Linked DNA regions of Mus musculus: region 2 is linked to region 1. The links are chromatin contacts, called in public Hi-C maps. All regions are on one chromosome and are shown on one strand. The core of a region is the stretch at or near the end of the contact, and the rest is flanking DNA. Distances in the headings are between cores, read along the strand shown. Region 1 has its middle 100 kb from the start of Gap43. Region 2 has its middle 66 kb from the start of Gm29960.

Evidence for each region. A called contact is a pair of places that touch in the nucleus more often than the background predicts.
Region 2: a Hi-C map of the N1E-115 cell line shows a contact between it and region 1, with 2.5 times the contacts expected there. The contact joins two enhancer-like sites. A contact is called at or near these places in 2 of 484 Hi-C or Micro-C datasets (the N1E-115 cell line and cortical neurons) and 1 of 9 other capture datasets (embryonic stem cells).

The regions. Positions count from the first base shown.
Region 1 is chr16:42,441,670-42,448,321 of GRCm38.p6, reverse strand. No RefSeq gene overlaps it. Among named protein-coding and RNA genes, the nearest start is that of Gap43, 100 kb to the right of the region's middle. Within about 2 kb of position 3,046, at least 66 of the 459 cell types and tissues checked have an H3K27ac peak or open chromatin away from gene starts, as enhancers often do. A contact at or near this core is called in the N1E-115 cell line and cortical neurons, where this site is marked.
Region 2 is chr16:42,715,531-42,722,182 of GRCm38.p6, reverse strand. No RefSeq gene overlaps it. Among named protein-coding and RNA genes, the nearest start is that of Gm29960, 66 kb to the right of the region's middle. Within about 2 kb of position 3,957, at least 65 of the 459 cell types and tissues checked have an H3K27ac peak or open chromatin away from gene starts, as enhancers often do. A contact at or near this core is called in the N1E-115 cell line and cortical neurons, where this site is marked.

The sequences.
Region 1 (6,652 bases), core at 1,797-4,296:
GAAATGTGTAGGTTAAGCAATTCTTCTACCAGTGGAGCAATCCTGCAGCATATCTACTGTTAGTTCCATTCATGAGACAAACCTCAAAAAATGATACAGACAAAAGGCGTACATTTGGGACTTATAGCTAGAGACGGAGAAGTAGATCATAACTTGCAAGCAATTAGTTACATAGTACAAAATTTTATGTAGGTGTTTTCCAAACCTTAGTGTACATACAATTGTCACAGTTTCAATTTGAAATGTTCCCCCCCATAGACATATGTGCCTGAGGACTTGCCTGCTACACGGCAGCTCTGATTTGGTAGGTTGTCAAATCTTTGGTATCTGTGACCTATCTGGATGGCAGCATGCTTTGACCATTAGCTTAGCTTCTGGTGCCTGTCCAGGCTCTCTGCTTTCTGATGCAGCAAAATATGAAGATAATATATAAGAAGCTCCAACCATCAAGGACTGAGCTTCTCCAGCCACTGTGCCTTCTCCACTATGGAATATAGACTATAATCTACAACTGTGAGCCGAGAGAAATCTCTCTTCTGGTAAAGTGCTTCTGTCAGGCGTTCTGTCGGAGCAACAAGAAAACTAATACACAAGGTATCCTAAAGAATCTGTTAAGTACATTTTGACTCACTAGATCTGCTGATATTCATCATTTTTAAGCAAGCATCCAAGCTATCTTGTCTAGCAAGTTCCTATAAAACATTAATTGGCAATTGGTATGTGTGGTGGTTTGTATCATATTTAAATACTTTGTCCCCATTTGGTTGAACTGTTTGAGAAGGATTTGAAAGTGTGGCCTTTGAAGGAAGCATGGCAGTGAGCATGAGCCTTGAGGTTTTAAAAGGCTACACTGTTCCCAGTTCTCTCTCTCTCTCTCCCTCTCTCTCTCCCTCTCTCTCTCCCTCTCCCTCTCCCTCTCCCTCTCCCTCTCCCTCTCTCTCTCTCTCTCTCTCTCTCTCTCTCTCTCTCTCTCTCTCTCTCCTACTTGTGGATCAAGATGTTAAGCTCTCAGCTACTGCCCCAAATCTATACCTGCCTGTCTGCTGCCATGCTTCCCACTATGATGGTCATGGACTCTAATCCCCTGGAACCATTCAAATTAAATGGCTTCTTTTATAAATTTCCTTGGTCACACTGTTGCATCACAGCAATATAAAGGTAAGTAAGACAGAGAGGCAGATGACAAGATGATAACAGAGTAGAATCCAGAGAGGATAAAGAAGGAGGGGGAGAAAGAAATATCTTGGAATCAAAGGAAGAAAGTTTTATACAGAAGGACGTGTTCAAAAATGTCAAAGGATGCTAGCAAGGAAGTAGAAGCTGACTGGTAAATGTCATCTGAAATTGGCAATTTGAAGGTAATATTGAACTTTGTCGTGATAGTTTTGCACTGTGAAGAGGACAGAAATAAATTCTAGTGGGGAGCTAAGGAAATGCCTGGTGAGGAGATGGAGATAGTATGGGCTACTTCTTGTAAACAACACATAGAAAAACTTGTCCATCAAAGGAAAAGACAGACTCAGTGATAAGAGAGGCAAGTGGTTGATGAGGTGGCACCATATTTAAGATAGAAAAAAACACTATGTGGTAGGCAGAATAATTCCCAAAGGGATGTAGTGGGTGTAATTAAATTGATGTTTGAAATGGAGATGCTGATCTGCACTACCTAGGTGTACACCGTGGACACAGACATCTTTAAAAGAAGGCAAAGAGGATAAGATCAGGAAAGGAGATGGGACAACGGAGATTGGAGTGATGCTGTTGCTGGTTAGGGATTCTAGAGGGCGGAGAGTCAAAGTACACCGGCATGCTCTAAAACCACCACAGATGCCTTGGTTCTGATCCAGTGAAACCTCTGATGCCCTTCTAGATATGTAACATAGTAAAGTTATATTGTTTTCAGCAAATACATTTTTGTTCATTTGCTGCAGCTGTGACAGAGACCAACAAACAAACAAACAAAAATATATTTGAGTATGCCAAGGGAGAGGGCTCCAAGGGAGGAGGAAGCGACATCTTTCCCACTGCAAGGGGAAAACTCACATCTCTATCAATAGAGAAAAGCAAAACAATTTTATCTAACTAAAGTTGCACAACATACTAGGAACTTCAGAAGAGAAGACACAAAGTTCCAGAACAAACTGTTTCAGTGGACCCAGAAATATGACTGAAGAGCAAAGGCCATGCAAGACCTACTGACAGTAAACTGGGGAAGCCAGCAGAGGTCTGTTTGTAGTCTTCTACTGAACCTTCAGGTCGATGACAGAACTCACTCTGGAAAAGGGCTTTGAGACCTCCGGAAGAGGCAGACCATGACAGGATCATGCTTCAGGACAGATGGGTTTGAGTAAGAGCGTCAAGGTGCCGTTCTGGACTTAGAGAGCCAGATATGAATGAAGGTGTCTATCAATCAGGAGAAGGGGTAACAGAGTCCTGGAGGTACAAGGAGTTTTCTCCATGCCTTCAGGTCAGGTGGGGGTGGGGGGCTATGCACTAAATTCTCATGTACAGCTCTGTCTGCGGCATGGGGTGATGCAGAGTGTACATGAAAAGAAAATGGAGTAGCCGGTAGCAAAGACTTCGTTCTCTTGTTCGTTTTAAATGCTTTTAAAAAATGCTTTGCTTTTATGAGAAGTGTAGTCGGGACTTCATTGTAAAGTCATCCCTAAACAATCTCCATATTTAACAGACCTCTGTTGGATGCTGACAGACTAGGGGCCATAGACCTGGACCTTGAGATTTCTTGTTTGGTTCCAAGGTCTCCTCTGAACGGTGTTAAACTGAAATAAAAATTGAGAGAGAATCTGAACCCTTAGCTCCTTTTATCTTAACTCATACCACTCTGCCTAAATTCTCTCCCCTCCTCATCAGATTCACGTTAATCAGGAGACCTCTTTTTTCTTGCAGCTCCCTAAGGCCCTGCTTCACCTAGAAGAGAGAACCTGGCTCCAGGATGCAGGAAACTGCTTCTGGTTTCCATGGAGACCCTGTTTGAAGTCAATGGCTGCTCCAGGAGGGAGGGAAACCAGGACTTTTGTATTTAAAGGATGGAGAGTCTGGGAAGGAGGAGGGTTAAGAAAAGGGAGTAAGGCAGGCCGATAGTGAGGCTGATCCAGCCTGTGTTCGAGGTTTCAAACAGAGGAACAGGAAAGTTCAGCTAGGTTATTCAAGCGCCTTCCACTTTGAGGATGAATCAAAACGGAAGCTCTGGGGGTGGGGGAGGTGGTGAGGGCTGCTTATTGCGCATGTGAGAAATACCCTGCAAAGGCTCCTTTCTGATATCAGTATGTAGGGGACTGAATTACTTAGGCAGCTGGAAGTCCCTGTCCTTGTGGGTGGCTCCTTCCCAAGCAGCTTGAGAGTTTTCTCTTCTCCCCAAGTCAATTCTTAAAGGTTCCTACTGCCATGAGGGGGCTGAGCCCTCTCCTTCCTTCTTCCGCACCTCCCCCCCCCAGAGGGTAACTAAATACAAACCTTGGCTAAAGGCTTTCCAAAGCTTCACGCTTCAGATTAACTGCTATTTATTTGCCTTGTCTCTGTCTACCAAGAGACAGGGGGCAGGATGGGGGGAGGTACTCTGGCGGAATACACGCTAAAATTGAATTGCATGAGGATTCAGATGACGTCATCTTGGATAAAGGTCTGACCCAGTGAATGTTAAATGTAGCTGAGCGACTAAATCCTTTGAGAGAATCAGTAGCGAAGACCTCTCTGAAAGGACCATGCCTCTTGTTTAAAATATTAAGCATGTGGCTCAGATGATCTCTGGCTGCAATTCCCAGGGCGCTGGTGGAATCTCGGTTTTCTGCTATAATCACTTGAACATTGCTTACTGCCCTAGATAACTGCAGTCATGTGACGCTTGCACACACACACACACACACACACACACACACACACACACAAGAGGCGGGGCGGGGTTTGAATAAAAGAAAAGAAAGAAAGCCATCACAAGTTATCAGTGTCTGCCAATTTTAGGGAATGAAACCATGTCAGTTCAAAAACACTTTCTGAGGTGTGCTGCAGTCTGAATGTGCCTAAGGAGTAAGGGGTGGTTTTTCCTTCAAGGTCCTTATATTTGGATGGGAACAGCAGTAGTCATAAGCATGCAGAGGAGCTGGGTAGAAGTCATTAATGAGCCGGGCTTTTAATCCCAGCACTTGGGAGGCAGAGGCAGGCAGATTTCTGAATTCGAGGCCAGCCTGGTCTACAGAGTGAGTTCCAGGACAGTCAGGGCTACACAGAGAAACCCTGTTTCGAAAAACCAACCAAACAAACAAACAAAAAACAAAAACAAACACAAAAACAAACAAACCAAAAAACCAAAAAAAAAAAAAAAAAACAACCAAACAAAAAAAACCCAAACAAACAAAAAAAAGAAGTCATTAATGATATGGGAACTCCAAGGAAAGGTTAAATTGATAAAGAATAAAGGCAACTCAATTTACATAGGCACCTTGGAGTTCCCAGAACTCACACTGGTTGGCCCACAGCAGCCTATAATTCTAGCACAAGGATATACATTTATATTTCAACATTCTTATAAAGTAAAGCATGTGTTGAAGATGAGGAAGCAGTATATACGTATGGAAGACTTTGCAGATCTCTTGGAACAAGGCAACACTAAAATAAAAGAACCATTCGTGCTCGACAGAGCTTGTCTTTAGAGGAGGGATGGTGTAGAAATGAAGAGGTGACTCCCACAATGCAACTGAAGATGCTTTTCGATTTCAAAAAAAATACCTGTCATTTACAGTCGGAGTTGAATGCATTAGCCTTGTAGTTTTTGCTCACAAATTGAGGAAAGTTTTGGAATAAGTTAAGGTACGTGGAAGGCAAGGGCTATTTCTTGGCTTGAATTTAGGAGGAAAATATCGAAAGGAAAAGGAATTAGAGGAGAGCAGTTATTTCTAGATGAATAAGAAAAGACATATGTGCTCAAATTAGTCATGGTTTCTGTGTCACGAAAATGTTAGTTACCAAGGTTTTGTTTCCAGCCCTGTTTGCTAAGGGACATACCTATAATAAAAACATCTCCAAAGAGTTTTGGCAATGCAGCTGAATATTAACGATTTGGGGATAAAAAACTCATAAAAGCACAGAATACCACAAGTCAGCTCCTTTTAATCGTTTTTTTTTTTTTTTTTTTTTTTTTCATTCTTAGTCATATGGCTGTCTGCAGATTCCTCAGACTTCCAGTTTACTTAAGGGCTCGCTGGCAAGGTTCTAAATCACAGCATAACCCCTCTGGCTTCCCAATCTCAAATAGGCACCCGCACACACTCATCTCAGTGAACTTGGATGCTCTTACATAGTATGTGCCAGGGATTTTTTTTCTAATTAGCTGTCAATATTGCGTGATGGCATCTAGAAATGACTACAATAATAAGGTGAGTGGTGACTAATTGACAGCGTTAGTAGAGGAAGCAGAGAAGACAAAATATAAACTAATGGAGACCACAAGTACCAAACAAAAGGAAGTTAGAGACTAAAGCAGAAGGAGTGAAGAAAAGATGAAGGGAAAAGGGAAAGAGAGCAGAGCATGTGATCGCTAGGCCATGACGCACAGTGATTGACTTCTGGGTTTAAGATAGAACTTTTGAGAGTTAGAAGGGACCCGGTAACCATCCAGTCATTCTCTCATTTCACAGTTGACAAAGAGCCAAAAGGACGCTAAAGTTGACTAGAGATGAAGCCAACCTTGGGTGCAGGTTTCTGACCATGGCCTGCTTTGTAACATCACTATGTCATTTCCTCTTTCGGAATGGTTGACTGAATCCAAAGTTCCCTTGGAACGTAAATACGTTCCCACTTTCCACTGAGCACAACATATATAATTGTCTTGTTTCTTCCTAGCTTACAAGGTGTTATAGTTTACTTCACCCTTGTACCGATTCTGAAAAAAAGTATCAACTATAAAATGGCCCACTTGGGACTCACCTAGTAGATACCGATTTCCTCTTTTTTTTTTTTTTTTTTTTTTGGTTTTTCAAGACAGGGTTCCTCTGTGTGGCTCTGGTTGTCCTGGAACTCACTTTGTAGACCAGGCTGGCCTCAAACTCAGAAATCTGCCTGCCTCTGCCTCCTGAGTGCTGGGATTATAAATTCTGGTGAGATGAATGCAAAGTGAAAAAAACTGTACTGTTGAAAGAAAGATGAAATTTCAAGACCTGTAAGTCATATAAAGTACTCAGAAATTGCTGGTTGCTTGTGAGCCTAGAGGCTGCCTGGGGCTGAGAAAAAAGAAAAACAAACCTGGGAACAGCTTAATCTTAAAGATAAAGAGGAATGTGAAGACATAAGAGGGCTATCTAAACTGGAGTCAACAACTCACAGAACTCTGACACCCTGCACGTACATGTAATTTTTTTGCTGAAGTTTGAATAAGCCAATAGTGTGTCGCTATGCTGAATTCCACACCCCTAAGCCCCTTACCTCATAAAAACCCCTAGCTTCCGAGCCTCGTGGCCGACATCCATTATCTCCTGTGTGGGATGCATGTAGGTCCGGAGCTCCATAATTAAACGACCTCATGTAATTACATCAAGATGGTCCTTCGTGATTTTTTGGGTGCATGCCGAATCGGGAATTGAGTGGAGGGTTTCCCCACTAGGTTCTATCACTGCTCTTACTCTTTTGTGCTTTGCTATTT
Region 2 (6,652 bases), core at 2,708-5,207, 270 kb before region 1:
CTTGTTCTTTCATTGTGGCCAAACATGTCTAAATTCTTTTAGAATAGACCATTTCCCAGAAGGGTCAATCTCCTGGACACTGGCTAGGTGGATTTGCACATGGCTAAGACAAGTGAGATCGATCGACTTACCCTGGGGAATAAGAAAAGAACAGAACTGGCATCTTCAGCTTTCCATTCTAAGGCAGCATGTGAGGGGATCAAGGTACGTTTAACACTCAGTACTCACTACCTTCAAAACAATGGAATATAGGAGGCAGAAACTAGTTTTCAACTTTTTTGTCAACTGTAAGAAAACAGAATAATTTTCTAAAGGTAACTCTAAATGTTGCGGTTGGAATGGGGAGTATTGTCCCCTGACTTCAGAACAGCTTGATTCACTAGGGCACATTACCTACCTTTGAGGACAAAATAAAAATAACCCAACTTAATCAAACTCTATTTGCCAAGTTCTAGTCTAGAGGGAACTTTTATTTTTAAAGCTTAGAGTAACACAGACTGTATGTGAGGCAATTGTAATGGCAGTATTGGGACAAGCTATACTACAGCTTCACAAATGGAGTACAAAGCCTGTGGGTGCATTTTAAAAGCAGTGCTAGAGAGAAGTCCATACTAGAAAACAAATGCATGGGCCTTCACCCAGTTGATAAGAATCCGTTTTTAGTTTTGAAAGTCAAGTATCATTTGATGGCTGCTCATCTTTCTCTGATAGTTTTTTTTTTTAATTATTTTGTGTATACATGTGTTTTCCTATACGAGCAGGTGCAGGCCACAACATATGTTTGGACATCAGATATCAATGCGTGTGGGTCTTCTCCATCTATCATGTCGGATGTTGGTCGGGGTGAGATAAAACTCAGGTTTGGCAGCAAGCACCTTTTACCCAATGAGCTGCCTTGCCAAATGCCTTTACCAGTCATTTAAACCTGTAATTTCCACAGAAATTATACAGTAAATTATAATTCCTACAGAACAAGACCTATATCAGATCTCTGCCTCTCAGAAACAAATGTCTGTTGAATGAGAGATGAGAGGGACAAACCAAACTAGTAAACAATGTTTAACAAGTTATTTCCTTTTTGAAATTATAATTATATAATTTCCCCATTCCCTTTCCTCTCTCCAAGCCTCCCGTATGCCTCATGATGCAATAAACATGTTTAAGACAAAGGATATTTTATGTCTGACTAAGTAGGCAGCAAAAGCAGAAGATTGAATTGAGCGCAACAATGATGCATCACAGCTGGTGAATATATTGCTGTCACCAGTGTTCTGAATCTGGTCTGTATACTAGTTCACTACGCATCAAAAAACAATTTCACAGAGGAACAAAAGTGCCATACAATGCGATGAAGTCACTTACTCATAGTCAACATTATTTGAGAACTGAAAGCTCAAGCTTTGATGACATAATTACCAACTGGCAAACAACCATGGTAAATGTCCATCTGAGGACAACTGGCCTGAAGACTTTACCACTGTATACCTAATAGAGTAACTCTTCACTTTGTTTACCCACACTGGGTCACAGGTCCTCAAGTGTCTTTTCCAAAGCAGCACTGGCTTGACTTCATCCAGAACGTGGAGAAAAATTATTTAAGAGCTAACTTAATCAGACTACTGGAGAGATGCTTCAGCTTTGGAGTGTTTATTGCCATTGTGGAGGACACAAGTTAAGTTCCTAGAACCATGTTGGGTGGTTCACAACCACCTGAAACTCTAGCTCCAAGGCATCTGACACCTTTTACTGACTGTTGCAGATACCCACATGCACACACACACAGACACACAGACACACACACACACACACCACACCCCATAAATAAATGAATAATAAAATAGAAATAAGTAAAATACATTTTAAAAGTTAACAAATAAGTAGTCCACGCTATTTTGTGTATACATCGAGTATTTCCAATGTGGTTGTGTGTAGAGAAAATTTAGTAGCTATGTTCTTATGTATCTAAGACCAGGCAGCACTGTTGGAGCCTTTGACCCCTGTGGGTTCCTTGTAAGATGCAACTTTTTTTTTTCCCCCAGAACAACTGTCTTTGTGAGCTGGGAAGTCTTGACTCTTAGCCTCCACCCTCCTGCCCTTGAGGTTACTGCTCAACAATAGGTTTGAAAGCCTTTCCCCGGGGCTTTCTTTCACATTGACCTCAGGAGCACCTACTTTGTCTCTCTCTCTCTTCTCCATCCATTACTATTCTATAGAAATCCTGCCTTGCAATAATCCAGCAGCCTAGGATTGGTTGTGAAAAAGGTCCTGTCACCTCTGTTCTCATGTGACAGGTAAACTGAGGAAACTCAGTTTGTTTTCTGAGTTTCTGAGTTTGTTGGTCTCCCAGGTGTGAGCTCTGAAGCAAGTATTTCAAACACAGATAGGTAATTCTATTGAGGGGGTAAAATTTTTTTTCTTTTTTTTTTATTACGTATTTTCTTCAATTACATTTCCAATGCTATTCCAAAAGTCCCCCCCCCCCACTCCCCTACCCACCCATTCCCATTTTTTGACCCTGGCATTCCCCTGTACTGGGGCATATAACGTTTGCCTGACCAATGGGCCTCTCTTTCCAGTGATGGCCGACTAGGTCATCTTTTGATACATATGCAGCTAGAGTCAAGAGCTCTGGGGTACTGGTTAGTTCATAATGTTGTTCCTCCGACAGGGTTGCAGATCTCTTTAGCTCCTTGGATACTTTCTCTAGCTCCTCCATTGGGGGCCCTGTGATCCATCCAATAGTTGACTGTGAGCATCCACTTCTGTGTTTGCTAGGCCCCAGGGTAGTCTCACAAGGGACAGCTATATCACCGTCCTTGCAACAAAGGCTTGCTAGTGTATGCAATGGTGTCATCGTTTGGAGGCTAATTATGGGATGGATCCCTGGATATGGCAGTCTCTAGATGGACCATCCTTTTGTCTCAGCTCCAAACTTTGTCTCTGTAAGAGAATTCTTGTTCTAACTAAGCAAGGTTCTGAGAAAAGAAAAGAAAAAAAAGATATTAATCTGAGCATTGATCTCATTTGGCTTTTGTTTTAGGAAAATCTGTTTCACATCACTCTTGTACCTTTCTATTGGTAAAGTACAGGAGAAATTATCTTCAAGGCTACCAGGTAACCTCTTTTGGCCCTGGGATAGAAACCTCAAGAATATGACATGACATAGATTGGAGGCAGGAACATTGGCAGTGAAATGCATCCTGGGACAATTAGGGAAGGAAGGGTCATGAAAAAGCAAAGAGAACTCAACCAACAGGTCTCAAGAAAGAGCAAGCTAGTGTTGATTTTTCTGCCAGTGTGCAGTCACTCACTGAGGTCACACCTGAGGTGAAGTCCAGTATCACCAACTATTTTAGCATTCTGTATCTGAAACTGTGCAGTAGGAAGAGCCCCAAGTTGAAACATGACCTCTTCTCGAACAGCACCACACCCTCCATTTCGGTGCCTCTACAGGAATAAGCACGATCATTTCTTCTGCTTGACAAGTGTGATCCACAAATCTCTAAAGAATTCTACTGTGCTAAATATTCACGAGGGTGTCTGACGGGGTAAGGCTAGGGAGATTACGCAGATACAGAAGAGAGCCAGGCAAGACATATAAAATGTGTTCTTGTTCACGTTGACAAAACAGGAAGGAAGTTCACTCATATATATGAAAGATTTTACTGGGACTTATGGGTAAAATAAATTTAACATCCTGATTATTAACATTTTTGGCACTAATTCCAACAAACAATAAGATTACAGAGACAGTGTTGTGTGGCTCATAACAACATGATTCCCTTCCTATTTAACTTCATTTTACTTAAAACATTTTTTTTTTTTTGCGTAAGGTATTTGGAGAAAGTATTTCTGTTTCCTAGTGAGAGAGAGGCCCCACCCCTTTCTTCATGGTGTGATGATTTCAGTCCAAACGCATCCAGTTTCTGGAAATGGCAAGTGAGACACTTGTTGCCATGGTGATTGTTAATAGTTCTGACTCAGATATAGTGTTGCCATAGCAACTGCATTGAAGCCCTTGGGAGGTGGTGCAGTCTCTCTCTCTCTCTCTCTCTCTCTCACTCTCTCACTCTCTCTCTCTCTCCATTTTTTTTTATCAGCAGAAAGAGGCTAAGAAGAACCATTTTAGTAGCTTCTCTCTGCTCTGCAGTGACGAAGCTTTCAAGGCTATTTCATCCATATGAAAGATTGTCCTGTTTCTGTGCTGATGGGGCAGACTCGCGTTGCTCTGCACTCTGCAGGAAGAATAAAGTCCCATGTATCACAGTAGCAAGCATATTACCTGCCTTTTAATGCGTTTTCATTTTGACCGTAATGGTTTCTAGTAACACAGGTCATCTCAAGTGACTAGATTAAGAATCTTCAGTGTCACTGGCAAGACAAGAAGAGCAAAGGTCAAAGCCTGAATAGGCAAACTTCATTGAGTTGCAGGCTGCCTCTGTCCCCTCTGCCTCTTCCCTGTGAAGATGGGAGGCATGGGGACAGACCTCTTTAGATCAACTAGGCTTCATTCTCTAGATTGTATACTTGTAAACCAGCATACACATACTTGGCTTTTAAAATGCGATCAGCACGCTGAAGGCCTTCAATATAAATATCACAAGCAAATGAGTAGACAGTCAGACAGCAGACATTAGTGTTTATTCATTCATTTCCCCGGAGACCACTCATCTAATTTTGCATCTCTGCAAGGCTTTTACTACATTCTGTTGTGCTCAGAGCTGCAAGCGGTCAGCAGGTCCGAGTTCTTGCTACTCTGAACCATGGGGCAGCTCTCTCACATCAGAGCCTATTCCAGTTTTCCGGTGTGGACTTCTGACATGGGGAGCAGCTGGAATGGGATTTAAGTGGCACTCCTCTGTGCAGCCTTGTCTCTGATCAGCAGATAGACAGAGCATCTCTAGACTGTCCTTGTGCTAAACAGGGACCGAATGCTCTGTAAGCCATGGGCCGAATGCTTCAAGGGGCTTCTCTGGTAGTCTGTCCTCAACTATCATGTTTATGGCCCCTCCCTTGTGCTCTCAGACTAAGATATTTTCTCCCCCGCTCCTTTTTTTTTTTTTTTTTTTTTTTTTAAGTAAAGCCCTCCTTGAGCATGACAATAATGTCCTTTTCTTTGTACATCTCACTGGGTTTAGCAGCCTGGCTCCATTTTACAGAAACCTAGTGAGACCATATTACATAAAGGAAAAGCAAATTAGGTGTGTGTTGACCTTGACTTCTATGTACCTTTTGATGGGGTTCTCTCTTCCTGCCACTAGAGGTAATACCTAGTTACCTAGTTACCTAGTTACAATGGGGGAAATATGGATGCTAGTGGGGAAGGCTGGCATTAATGGGAGCATCACCTAGATGCTGGAGAGGATGGTCCCTGAGCAATGACAAGCTTGGAATTCTATTGAAGATGCTTCTTAGGTCTGTGTAAGGGACCAGATGAGGTTTGGTAAATATTTGTGGAATGAGCGATTTTTTATTTCCTGGAATCCATAAGTGTTGTACACGGATTGATGACTGCAGAGAGTGGGCTCCATTTTCCTGCTTCTCAGTGTTTCCTGCACAGCTGGAAACTGTTCCAAAATGCTAGCTATATGCTAATGCACAATCTACCTCTCGTTAGTTTGGTATCGAAGAAAGATTCCTCCCTTAAATAAGAATCTTTTTGCAACCAGCTTACCAGGGTGGGCTCCCATGTTATGATGTGGTACTTTAAATGTTTGAAAATATCTGAAACCCTTCATTTCCCATCTTAATATTTCATAGCTCCTTCCTTGTTAACTGGTTGCTAATTTTTCATAGATTTGATTCAGGGCTGTTGTTCCTTCTTTTTTTCATCTTTTCCTTAATTGAATTATTTTGAATGAATGGAGAGGGCTGGAGAGATGGCTCCCTGGGGAAAAAGCATTTGTTGCATAAACATGAGGACCTGGGCTAATCCCCAACACCCATGTAGAAATCTACATGTGGCCCCACACACCTGTGATGCCATCACTGGGGGTGAGGGGCAGAGACAGGAGGATCACTGTGGCTTGCTGGCTGATGGAAGATCCTGTCCCTCAATGGAATAAGACAGTGAGTGATACGGTAGGATGCCTTTTGTTTCTCCTACATGTGTGCACAGCTGGACACACATGTGTTTAACACACATGGATTTTAAAAAGGATTGGAAAGCTGACTTGAAATACATTTAAGGAGCTTTTTTTCATTGAATGTATCTAATTAATTTGTTTTATTTACCTGTCATGTTTAGGAGACAGGGTATCTCAGCATAGCTCAGGTAGGCATCAAGCTCACTGCAGGCTCCCCAGTGCTGGGATTACAGCTGTGAATTACCATGCCTGGATCACAGCATCCTTTAAACAACATCTCGAAATCAGCACCTTTATGGTGCTTATTGTGACGTTCCATTTTGTCTTTCTACAAAATTACCTAGGCGAGAAAGAGGTAAAAATTCAGTGTCAGTGAAAAGGACTGACATCCAGCTTACGGCTTGGCACTGGGGTGGGGTGGGGGGAGGGTGCTTTCCATAGAACCTCAAGACTGAAAGACACAATTAGTGTTCACCCAAATTACACTCAGCTAAAAGTATGGAGAAAGCCCTTCCTTCTGCTCCTACCCATGGTCTGCTCCATGGTTCATGAAAACTGATGTTTCA